3 separate regions of the Sus scrofa genome follow, and all the other regions are linked to region 3. Evidence: chromatin contacts called from public HiChIP or PLAC-seq data. All regions are on one chromosome and are shown on one strand. The core of a region is the stretch at or near the end of the contact, and the rest is flanking DNA. Distances in the headings are between cores, read along the strand shown. Region 1 holds the start of MXI1 (max-interacting protein 1). Region 2 holds the start of SMNDC1 (survival motor neuron domain containing 1). Region 3 holds the start of SHOC2 (leucine-rich repeat protein SHOC-2).

Region 1 (3,234 bases), core at 36-2,535, 700 kb after region 3:
GTTTCCTTCTAGCTGCCTCCCCCTCGTCGAGTTTCCCGGGCGTAGGATGGCGGGTCCGGGGCAAGCTGCTGGCTCTGCCTGGCTTTACCGGCCTGTTTCTTTGGGGGGTACACCCCAGGGCAACAGAGGCGCAGGGGGACTGTATCCGTGGACGCGATGGCGTGAGCCCAGCCCTGCTGCGAGAGGAGAGGAAAAAGCAAAGTAGACAGGAGGGAGAAGCAGAGCCGTGCCAGCCCGAGCCCACGCTGTGGAGGGCTGTTTGGTTGTTGTTGTTATCGTTGTCGTGTGTGTCTGTGTGTTTTCTTTCTGGAACCGCTGAGCTCTGCCTATGGTTTCCAACTTTCGGCTTCTAATCCCCACCCCACCCAAGAACGAGCTTCAGAAAAACAACACTTGTCTGCCGGAGAAGGCTCCGGAAAAAAAAAAAAAAAAAAAAAAAAAAGGAAGAAAGGCGACCTCGAAGAGATGAGCTCTCGGCTCAGTTGTCAGCAAACAACAACACTCCCCCGGCTCCTCGGCCCAGCGGTCCTCCTAGCCTAGAGGAGACGGACAGACAGACGCACCGACAGCCCCCCCCGCCCCCGCTCGTCTTTGTTACATCTTTAGCAGCTTTGTGCGTGCGTGTCCTTTCTCCGGTGTCATCGGCTTTAATGCCGAGGGCTGGATGTGTGTGTTGGAGGGAGGGGGCCAAGCAGGCGACAGGGGTTGCCCAAGTGGGCGAGGAAGAAAGAGCCAGGCGCCGAGGAGGAGCCGGGGCCCCCAAACTTACTTTTGTTTTCTTTCTCGATCTGCTCCAGGTAGCTGGCGGCCTCGAGCAGAATCTGCACGTTTTGCAGAAAAGTGTTGATGTGCTTCTCCATCGAGTTCTCGCTGGTGTTGAAAATGTCCGAGAAGGGGCACCTGAGCTTGGCCCCCGCGGGCTCCTCTGGTTGGGCCGGGGGCTGGGGCGCGGCCACCGCCGGGGGCGCGGCGGGGGCCAGCCCCGCGCCCTCGCAGCGCGCTTCCTTGCGCGGCCGCCCGCGTTTGCCCATGGAGGGACCGGGGTCCGCCAAGCTCGTCCTCTTTTGGGGCTGCGCGGCTCGGCCGAGCTCCGGGCCCCAGGGGAGACCCGGCTGGCTGAAGCAACTAAAGCGCCGAGGCGAAGAGGCGACCTGACTTCCCGAGCCTTCTGCGTGCAGTTGTGTGTTTGAGTGTGTGTGTGTGTGTGTGTGCGTGTGTGTGTGTGTGTGTGTGTGTGTGTCGGTCTCGCAGTGGGTCTGTGTGTATGGGAGATTGAATGAACCTACAGGACGGACGGAGGCGCTCTGGCGCCTGGGTCCTAGTGCGAGCCTGTCGCCATCGGACCGGTCAAAATAAAAGGTGGAGACTAGCGCGGCGGGGACCGCCCCCTGCTAGTCCCTGCGTACTTCCCCGCCTCTCCCCAAATCTCACCACAGTGTAGAACGTATGGCTCTGAAAGCACCTGCAAAAAAACAAACGACTAGGCTATTTTTTCTTTACATAAAAATAATAATGCCTGACACATAGTAGGTTTCCAATAAATGGTAGCTGCTATGACTTAAAAAAAAAAAAAAGTCCAAAAAATCATCATATGTAATCCTCAGTTTTCTCCCCCCAATCCACACACTCATTCACAGAGGCCGGGGTGTCTGCCTTCACAGGACCAAATGAAATCCCCAGGCCACCATATCCCAGTTACAGATTTACTCACTCTTTCTGTCTCCCTTCAAATGCAATGTTATTTTCCAGGAAGGGGGAGGAGATGCAAGCATCTCTATCTACACTCCTCTTTCCCAGCCTTAGTCCAGCTGTGCAAAGCTCACAGTAGGATGCCTCCACACCTGGCCCTCTTTTATTTGACAGAAAGGCAGAAATGGCAGCCCAGGAACCTCCCACCTCTACCGCAGCTGAATTCCACCTTTTGGCTCTGAAGAGCCCCACCCAAGTTGACATAGTTTTCACTGCTCCAGCAGAGCTAACAGTTAGGGTGTACAGGAACCATTGATGCTTTCCAGATCTGGGGTGTGTGGTGGGAGTCAGGGCCCTTGGGAAGTGCCACAGAGAAGGATTCAAGTCCCAGCTCTGCTCTGTATAGGCTGCGTGAGCCTGGATGAGTCCTCTAACCTCTCTTGGCCTAAGTGTCCCCATCCATGAAAACTCTGATAAGAATAATGCATTAATTAAATTATAATCGCCCTTAGGATGCTGCCTGGCCCCTAGTAAGAGCTTTTGCTTGCAGTATAGATCCAGAGAAGAGGCTGAGTCCCCTACCTGCACCTAAGCAGGAAAATAAGTTGCAGGAAGCAAGACTTTTCTGCACTTTGTTGGAAAACATCTTTGCAATAAGCCCTTCTAAATATTGTCACCTTGCAAGGCCACCTGGAGTTTTCCTGCAGGGGAACTATTTACATAGAAGACATCATGAATGCTGCCCATGGATTTGTGCCACCCAGCTACCTTACTTAGAGACAGCTTTGTACACATTCGTCAGGAAGAATTTTACTGGAAATGGAAACTTTTTGGAAAAAAAGGAGAGAAAGTACATTTCTTTGTGAAGCCCCTTCCATGTAGAACAGTACACACACTCTCAGGAAAGTCTTGTGTGATTTTGGACTACAGTAACCCACTGCTGATATAACAGGAACAGTCAGTAACTGGCATTTTATAGCCAATATATTCACATTTTGTCCCATAATATAATCATACTACCCATACCCTCTGCTCATTTTCCATCTTGGTTGGTCTCTGCACCCTTTGGTTAGGGTAAAGGAGATTCTCATAAAGCTATGAGATGAAAATTCACCTTCCACTACCAGAATAATTACTTACTTTTTGTTCTGTTGGAACCATAATTTGAGTTACTCATGTTTAAAAATCTATAGGAGGTCCCCTCTCGGCTCAGTGGTTAATGAACTCGACTAGTATCCATGAGTTCGATCCCTGGCCTTGCTCAGTGGGTTAAGGATCCAGCGTTGCTGTGAGCTGTGGTATAGGTCGCAGATGCAGCTGGGATTCCGAGTTGCTGTGGCTGTGGCCTAGGCTGGCAGCTGCAGGTCCGATTCAACCCCCTAGCCTGGGAAACTCCATATGCTGTGGGTGAGGCCCTAAAAAACATTTTTTTATTAAAAAAAATCTATAAACATCTAAGGACTTTAGGAAGTACAGTTGCAGACAAGTTTTATCCAGTGCTGTTTTGCACAAACTGGCGCTTGTGTGAGACAGTCCTGATCTCCT
Region 2 (3,570 bases), core at 417-2,916, 610 kb after region 3:
GAAAAGAAAAGAAAACAAAAGAAAAGAGAAGGCAAGAAGGCACTGAAGCAAGATGTTGTCACAATCCAGAAGAGTTAGCCCACATTAGAGGAGGACTTTCTTAAAGTTCTAGCAAGACCCCAATCCTCCAGGGAAGATTCTCTCCTGGCATTCATATAGCCTCTGTGTCTCAGGCCTTTACCCTTTTTTAAACTATATATATTTTTTAATTTGGAAAAAACTTTTATGCTATGAAAAAAGAGGATTAAAAAGTAAAAAGCATAATCAGTGAAAACATTTTGCTTTCATTCCAAATCTCCAGGTTTGTTTATCAGTCCATAAACAGCACATAAGATTACACACTTGATGCACATTTCTTTTTAAACATAAATGGAAGTATTCACACCACTCTGCTTATCACCCAAGATTATAACTTGTTCCCCTTCAGGCGATATTAACCTACATAACGTAATGAAAACCAGGTAAGGGCTAACAAAAGAGGTTTGGGTTTTTTCCTGCCACACCCTTGGAATATGGAATATACCTGGGCCAGGGATCAAATCTGAGCTGCAGCTGCAGCAACCTGTCACAGCACTGTGGCAATGCTGGATGCTTAACCCAGGGCGCCACAGTGGAATTCCCCAAATGGGTTTTAATTAATTAATTAATTTATTGTCTTTTTGCCTTTTCTAGGGCCGCTTCCCGCGGCATATGGAGGTTCCCAGGCTAGGGGTCGAATGGGAGCTGTAGTCTCCAGCCTACACCAGAGCCACAGCAACGCGGGATCCGAGCAGACCTACACCACAGCTCACGGCAACCCAGATCCTGAGCAAGGCCAGGGATCGAACCCGCAACCTCATGGTTCTCATGGTTCCTAGTCGGATTTGTTAACCACTGCGCCACGACGGGAACTCCCCAAATGGGTTTTAAATAAACCATTCTCCTGTCCAATGGGTTCTGCCATAACCTAATCAGCGCTTTTGTAGCCACAAAGACCTTTTATGTTTGTTTTTTTTTTTTGCCAGAGCCATGTGGAAGTTGCTGAGTCAGGGATCAAACCCGAGCCACGGTAATGAAAGCCGCTGCACTGACAACGCGGAAACCTTGGGATCCTTAACCCGCTGCCGCCACAAGAGAACTCCAAGACTTTTATTATTATATACAGCTCAAACCTGCCCGGACTTTGGTATTACTTGGAGGGCTCCATGAAACAGGTTGCTGAGCCTATCCTCAGAGTTGAGTTTCTGATTCAGAGGCCTGAGGTTGAGAATCTGTAATAAATAATTTTTGCAATAAATTTTAAATTATTGTAAAAAAATAAAAACCAGGCGATGCTGATGCGGCTGGTACCCCGACTGCATGAGAACCAACCGCTAGTATGAATGCTACATTAAACCCCTTTCCTCCCACTACCCAGCACCCTGCGAACCTCTGGAAAAGCCGGACAGCACCCACCCCTAAATTAACAATCCAAAAGCTCCCCTCACTGAGCCAGAACTGAGACAAGACGAACGTACATCCGGTAACTTGTGCATCATAGTTACGCCATTTCCTTCCTTAGTAACCCCGCCCACTTCACGTCCCTAACCTGATTAAATGCAGGCAGTCTAGAGGGTACCAGGAATCACGTGATCGAGCGACGTCTCGCGAGGATTTTTAACTACTCGCGAGATTTCACCCGCCTCTGTCTTTTCCTCTTTCCAGTGCCCAGTTTTCGTCCACTCTTCTTCGCGGCCGGTAGATTTCTTCCCTCTTCAGACCGAGACAGCTTGTCGCTGCTGAGATTTTTCCTGCTGCTGTTGCTGCTGCCACTCTCGCCGCCACCGCCACTGGGCTCATTTGCCCCGACCCCTTCCCACTGCCCCGACCCCAACCCCACACAAGGTAACAAACCGACGAGGGAGCGAGTGAGGCCTCGTCGGGCCTCGGCCTCTCCCGAGTTGAAGCGGAGGCCTGAGGCCCAGCAGCCAGCCGCGCTGGAGGGCCCGGGTCCTAGCCAGAGTGTTAGGGGCGCGGTCTCTTCTCCCACCTAGAGTTGAGCCCGGAACGGCCTCGGACCGGGTTGGACTAATCCTGGGCACCCAATGGGTGGGGTAGGGGCGCGGGAGGCGTCTTAGAGACGCCCTGGCCCTTCGGTGCGGAGCGTGTTTGCGGGTGTGGGGCTCCGGCTCCGCTGGCCTCCGCTCCGTTCGTGTTTCGGTTTCCCTGGAAGCTGTTTGAATTTCGAGGTCTGAAATAATAGAGCAAGTTGTGGCGGGCTTTGAGGTACTGGTCACTGAGGGAGAACAGCCTGGCTCGCTCTAACCTCTTTGGAGCCCTTCCAGACTCTGGGCTGTAGTTGGACGAGAACTGTGAGACAGACGGGTCCTCGGAAACCCGTTGTGTTTGCTAAGAAAGCGGGAAAGAATTCTCTCCTATCTTATTTTCAGAAGAACGAGCGGGATTTGGTGAACGACACGTTTCTTTAGAATTCCTAAGGAAAATATCTGTGCTGTTTCTTTTACTGAAGAAAAACCATCAGCAATATTTAAGCGACTGGATGAAAGATTTTTGCTCTGGAGAAGAGTTTCTAAACACACTCGTATTAATTGGATAGCTCTTGTGGAGAGAATTAATTGCGTAGTTAATCTAAAAGCCATTTATATTTGGTTTGGGAAGTATTTTTTAGCGCTCAAAAAAATAAAGTCTCGCCTCTTTTAACAGTTTGGTACTTTTTCCCCCTTTTCTTTTGGTGACTATATAACAACCCTGTTAACTGAGCCTGTGTGTCTTCCCTGTTAACAAGAGTTTAAAGAAAATTAGAAAGTCTCCTTTTCCCTCTTACCTTTGTTTTCTGTTACTATATGGAGTTTTTCTGATATGTTTATAATCTTGAGCGTCTGTTGCCTTGGAGTTTGTGGTTTGGCTCACAACTTTTCTCTGAACTGAAAGTAAAGGTAACACAGATAAATTAAGCTACAATGAATTATAATGGGTTGGGAGCAAAATTGGTAAGGGTTAATTCAGACAGAGAAAAATTATTTTTTATGGTTTGTTTTTTGGTTTTGTTTTTATGGCCTTACTCTTTTCATTTTCCCCAGATGTCAGAGGATCTAGCAAAGCAGCTGGCAAGCTACAAAGCTCAACTCCAACAAGTTGAAGCTGCTCTCTCTGGAAATGGAGAAAATGAAGATTTGCTAAAATTAAAGAAAGATTTACAGGTAAGTAAGAGGGGACACTTATGGTTATGTTGCTTGAAAAGAATATTTCTGTGTTTTACAAATGATTTATTGCCTAGAATCTGTAGGTATCCAGAACACTCTTTGGAGGGAGTGTTTCTCTCCACATACACACTTCTTGTATGTACATGTGGGTATGCACATAGGCATACATGGCTTCCAGGAGTAGGATTGCTTCCTCAGTTTGTGTACATCAAAATGATTGAAACATTGTTTTTTGTTACGTCAATTTTGTACGCTCATAAAAAGTTTTAAAAGCGAGTTAGTTTTAGAAGTCAATCTCAAACTTTCTAGAGAAAGAGGTACATATAACTTTACAATGGCTAGCACTTCTATTTTTAAAGATCTGGAAAAGCAAATTTTGTCCAAAGGG
Region 3 (3,221 bases), core at 396-2,895:
ACCCGCACCACTACCGCTGCGTCGGGGCCCCAGCCAACGTTTCATACGCCCACGGGGCGCCCCGCAGCCTGGGCCCGGGGACCCAGGGAGCCGAGCGGAGCAGGACCGTCCTCTGGGCGCCCCCGGCCCCGGCTCTAGAGCCAGTTAGTCCTCTCTCGGGCGCTGTCCCCGGCCGCCTGCGGCAACCGCAGGCCCGGCCCCGGACGCTGTCAGCTGGCCGGCTCGCTCTCGGCGAGAGGCTACGGGCCCGTACGAGAGACGGCTCCGTGGGCCCGGCCCTCCCGGCGACAGCACCCAGGAAAGCGGCGGCGGCGGCGGCGCCTCCCAGGGCCCCGGCCCCTCGGGCCTCGCCCCGGCCCCGCCAGCTAGCGCCTGTCAGGACGCGCGGGGCTTCCCCCTACCGACAGCCCGCCCGACCGGCAGGAAGGAAGGCAGGAAGAACCGGCCAACAAGCACCCTCCCGCCTCAGCGGCCCCTGGTTACCGTCAGGAGCCCCGACTCCGCCATCCTCCTAGCTCGCCCTTCCTCCTCCTCCTTGGAAGCGACGCTGCCCAACCGCCGCCCCCCGCCCGCCCCTCCCCCACTCGCCCCGCCCCGCCCCGCCCGCCCCTCCACACACACTCGTTGCTACCGCCCCGCCCCACCCCTCCGGCGCAGGCCGGTCAATCGCTGGGGAAGAAAAACAGGCGGGGCCAGGGCAACAGAAGCTGCCCAATCAGAGTGAGGTACTGTCGCCAGCGACGCTACCCAATCAGAGTGAGGCATTAGCTCCAGCTTCTCTTTCTCTCTCCCTCTCTCTCTCTCTCTCTTACTCTCCCCGCCCTTTTCCTTTCCTCAGCTCTTCTATGCCCTTTCTCCCGCCCACTGGGCGCCGCTGGCTAGCTGGGTCACCGAGAGACCCTCCAGCAGGGTAGAGAGACAACTCTCAACGGAAGTTACTGTTGACGCTAAGGCAGCCATATCTGATAATGGCAACGGAAGTTTCCTCGCCTCCGGTCTCCTGTGTGACGTAATTTTCCCTTCGCCCAATCTTATAGTTGCCCTGGGCAACAGTTGAGCCGTCAGGGAAGACACGCATCTGTAAGTAGGCCCCAAAAAGTACCGAAGGTAACCAGACATCCCATATTAAACAAGTTAATTCATACTCCAGACTACTTTCCAAGATTGGGGGGATAGAGGAAGCGGCTTTTCTGGCCCTTATTTTGCTGGGACATCTGGTCACTTACCTAGGTGGACAAGAGTTTACGGCGCCGAAAATCCCTGTCCTGCCCGGAAGTTGCGTTTGACACTTCTGAAAGGGGTCATGGCGGAAGCATGGGAATAGCTTGCGCCCCCCTTTCCCCAGGGAGTACCCATTCCGACAGGAGTCGCAAAGTGAGGTGAGTGTCCCTTGGTCTCCAACCGTGGGTCAGGCCCGTGCGGGCCCGACGGCCCCTGGGAAACGGAGCGCTGAGGAGGCGAGCCGGGCTCAAAGCCTCTTCCGCTGGAAATAGGTTTTCTTTCCGGGCTGGTCCGATGGCGGCCCGCCCTCCCTCCGCCCCTCTGAGGCTCCCTGTGGGGTGAGGCCGCTCTACCGGCTTCCCTCGCCCCGCTGCAGCCAGCTGGGACGGGAGGGGCCCCTAACTCCAGCAAAGTGGATCTCCTGACCACGCCCCAGCAAGTTCTGTTAAGCACTTTCACCCTCTGACCTTTAAGGTCGGAGAATTCTGGAGCTTGAGGAAATCATTTTCCATCCCCAGCTATAAAGGAAAAAGATGGTCACCCTACCACTGTGACAACATCTCGAAGCCTTATTTCCCCACTTCCTGTCTGCATATTCTGAAATTTTCAACCTTTTCTTCGTTTCTCCTCTTCTCGGGGTTTGTAAGCATTGACTGCAGTTCTGGATGAAAGTATACTGTCCACATTGTGCATGTCTATGGTTTATTAAACAACTTAATGTTTGTGAATATTCATGAAATGTATTATTTTATATGGTTTTTTTACAAGAGTTATCACACATTATCGTAGTTCCTTCTGTAGATTTGAGTCGACAATTGTCAGTCATCTTGGTAATATCAAGTTGGCTCAGATCCAATTTTGCTGTGGCTCTGGTGTAGGCTGGCGGCTACAGTTCTGTTTGGACCCCTAGCCTGGGAACTTCCATATGCCTCCGCTGTGGCCCAAAAAGACAAAAAAAAAAAAAATTTTTTTTAAAGAATACGATAAACATTCATATACCTTTCGCCTAGATCCAACAGTTGTTAACATTGTGCCATATTTACTTTATCCCTTTTCACACACTTTGTTATTGAGCCATTGGGAAATAGGTTGCAGACACCTGTTGTTAAGCAGGCATCCCTAAACATGTATTTATTTTCTAAGAATTATAAAGTTTTCTTGCAAAAACAAAATATCATTATGATTAATAAGTCTTCAGTCTTTAAAATCCAGTGTGTATATATCTGTATTTTCCCATTGACCAAAGAATGTCTTTTATACCTCCTCCTTGCAAAAAATATCAGGGTCCAGTCATGGTTTATATATTGTATTTGGGTATTATAACTTTTTTTTTTTTTTTTTGTCTTCTTGCCATTTCTTGGGCCGCTCCGGTGGCATATGGGGGTTCCCAGGCTAGGGGTCTAATTGGAGCTGCAGCCGCCGGCCTACGCCAGAGCCACAGCAACGCAGGATCTGAGCCACATCTGCAACCTACACCACAGCTCACGGCAACACCCGATCCTTAACCCACTGAGCAAGGCCAAGGACCGAACCCACAACCTCATGGTTCCTAGTCGGATTCGTTAACCACTGAGCCACGACGGGAACTCCAGGGTATTATAACTCTTTAGCCTTAATCTAGAACCATTCCGCCATCTCTTTTTACCTTGTAAAATTGTCATTTTGAAAAGTTCAGGCCAGGGGTCTTTTTGAATGTCTCCTCTTATTTTTCACAAATCAGAAGTAGGTCTGGAAGCATGATTAGATTCAGTTTAACACTTTTTGCAAGACTACTTAAAAGTATTTATACTTTACCAATCATGACTAACTGCAGCTACATTTACCATGCCATGAGTTGCTCATTAAATCCATCCCACTTCTCAGCACACCACCCTTCTATGATGTCCTACAGAGAAGAGTTTAATCTTCCTGTCTTTGTAGAGTACGTTAGTGTCCTGCACTGACAACATAGACTGGCTACCTTTAATAAAGTTTTGCTGCTACTTTGCCTACACTTGACG

What was found. HiChIP or PLAC-seq counts read pairs in DNA pulled down with a chosen protein or histone mark.
Region 1: an H3K27ac HiChIP or PLAC-seq map of alveolar macrophages shows a contact between it and region 3. The contact joins the promoter of MXI1 here to the promoter of SHOC2 in region 3. A contact is called at or near these places in 1 of 5 promoter capture datasets (liver) and 2 of 2 datasets of contacts at active chromatin or transcription factors (alveolar macrophages and skeletal muscle).
Region 2: an H3K27ac HiChIP or PLAC-seq map of alveolar macrophages shows a contact between it and region 3. The contact joins the promoter of SMNDC1 here to the promoter of SHOC2 in region 3. A contact is called at or near these places in 1 of 47 Hi-C or Micro-C datasets (liver) and 1 of 2 datasets of contacts at active chromatin or transcription factors (alveolar macrophages).

What each region holds. Positions count from the first base shown.
Region 1 is chr14:120,641,742-120,644,975 of Sscrofa11.1, reverse strand. MXI1 (max-interacting protein 1) reads right to left here and starts at 1,285. Exons shown (of 6, transcript XM_003133181.6): 1 at 770-1,285. The coding sequence starts at 1,031.
Region 2 is chr14:120,737,769-120,741,338 of Sscrofa11.1, reverse strand. SMNDC1 (survival motor neuron domain containing 1) reads left to right here and starts at 1,666. Exons shown (of 6, transcript NM_001166309.1): 1 at 1,666-1,863; 2 at 3,060-3,179. The coding sequence starts at 3,060. LOC102164743 (a long non-coding RNA gene) reads right to left here and starts at 1,577. Exons shown (of 4, transcript XR_002338635.1): 1 at 1,497-1,577; 2 at 1,152-1,250.
Region 3 is chr14:121,346,362-121,349,582 of Sscrofa11.1, reverse strand. It overlaps SHOC2 (leucine-rich repeat protein SHOC-2), which reads right to left and starts at 1,645. Exons shown (of 9, transcript XM_005671457.3): 1 at 1,227-1,645. It overlaps BBIP1 (BBSome-interacting protein 1), which reads left to right and starts at 1,241. Exons shown (of 4, transcript XM_013983731.2): 1 at 1,241-1,379.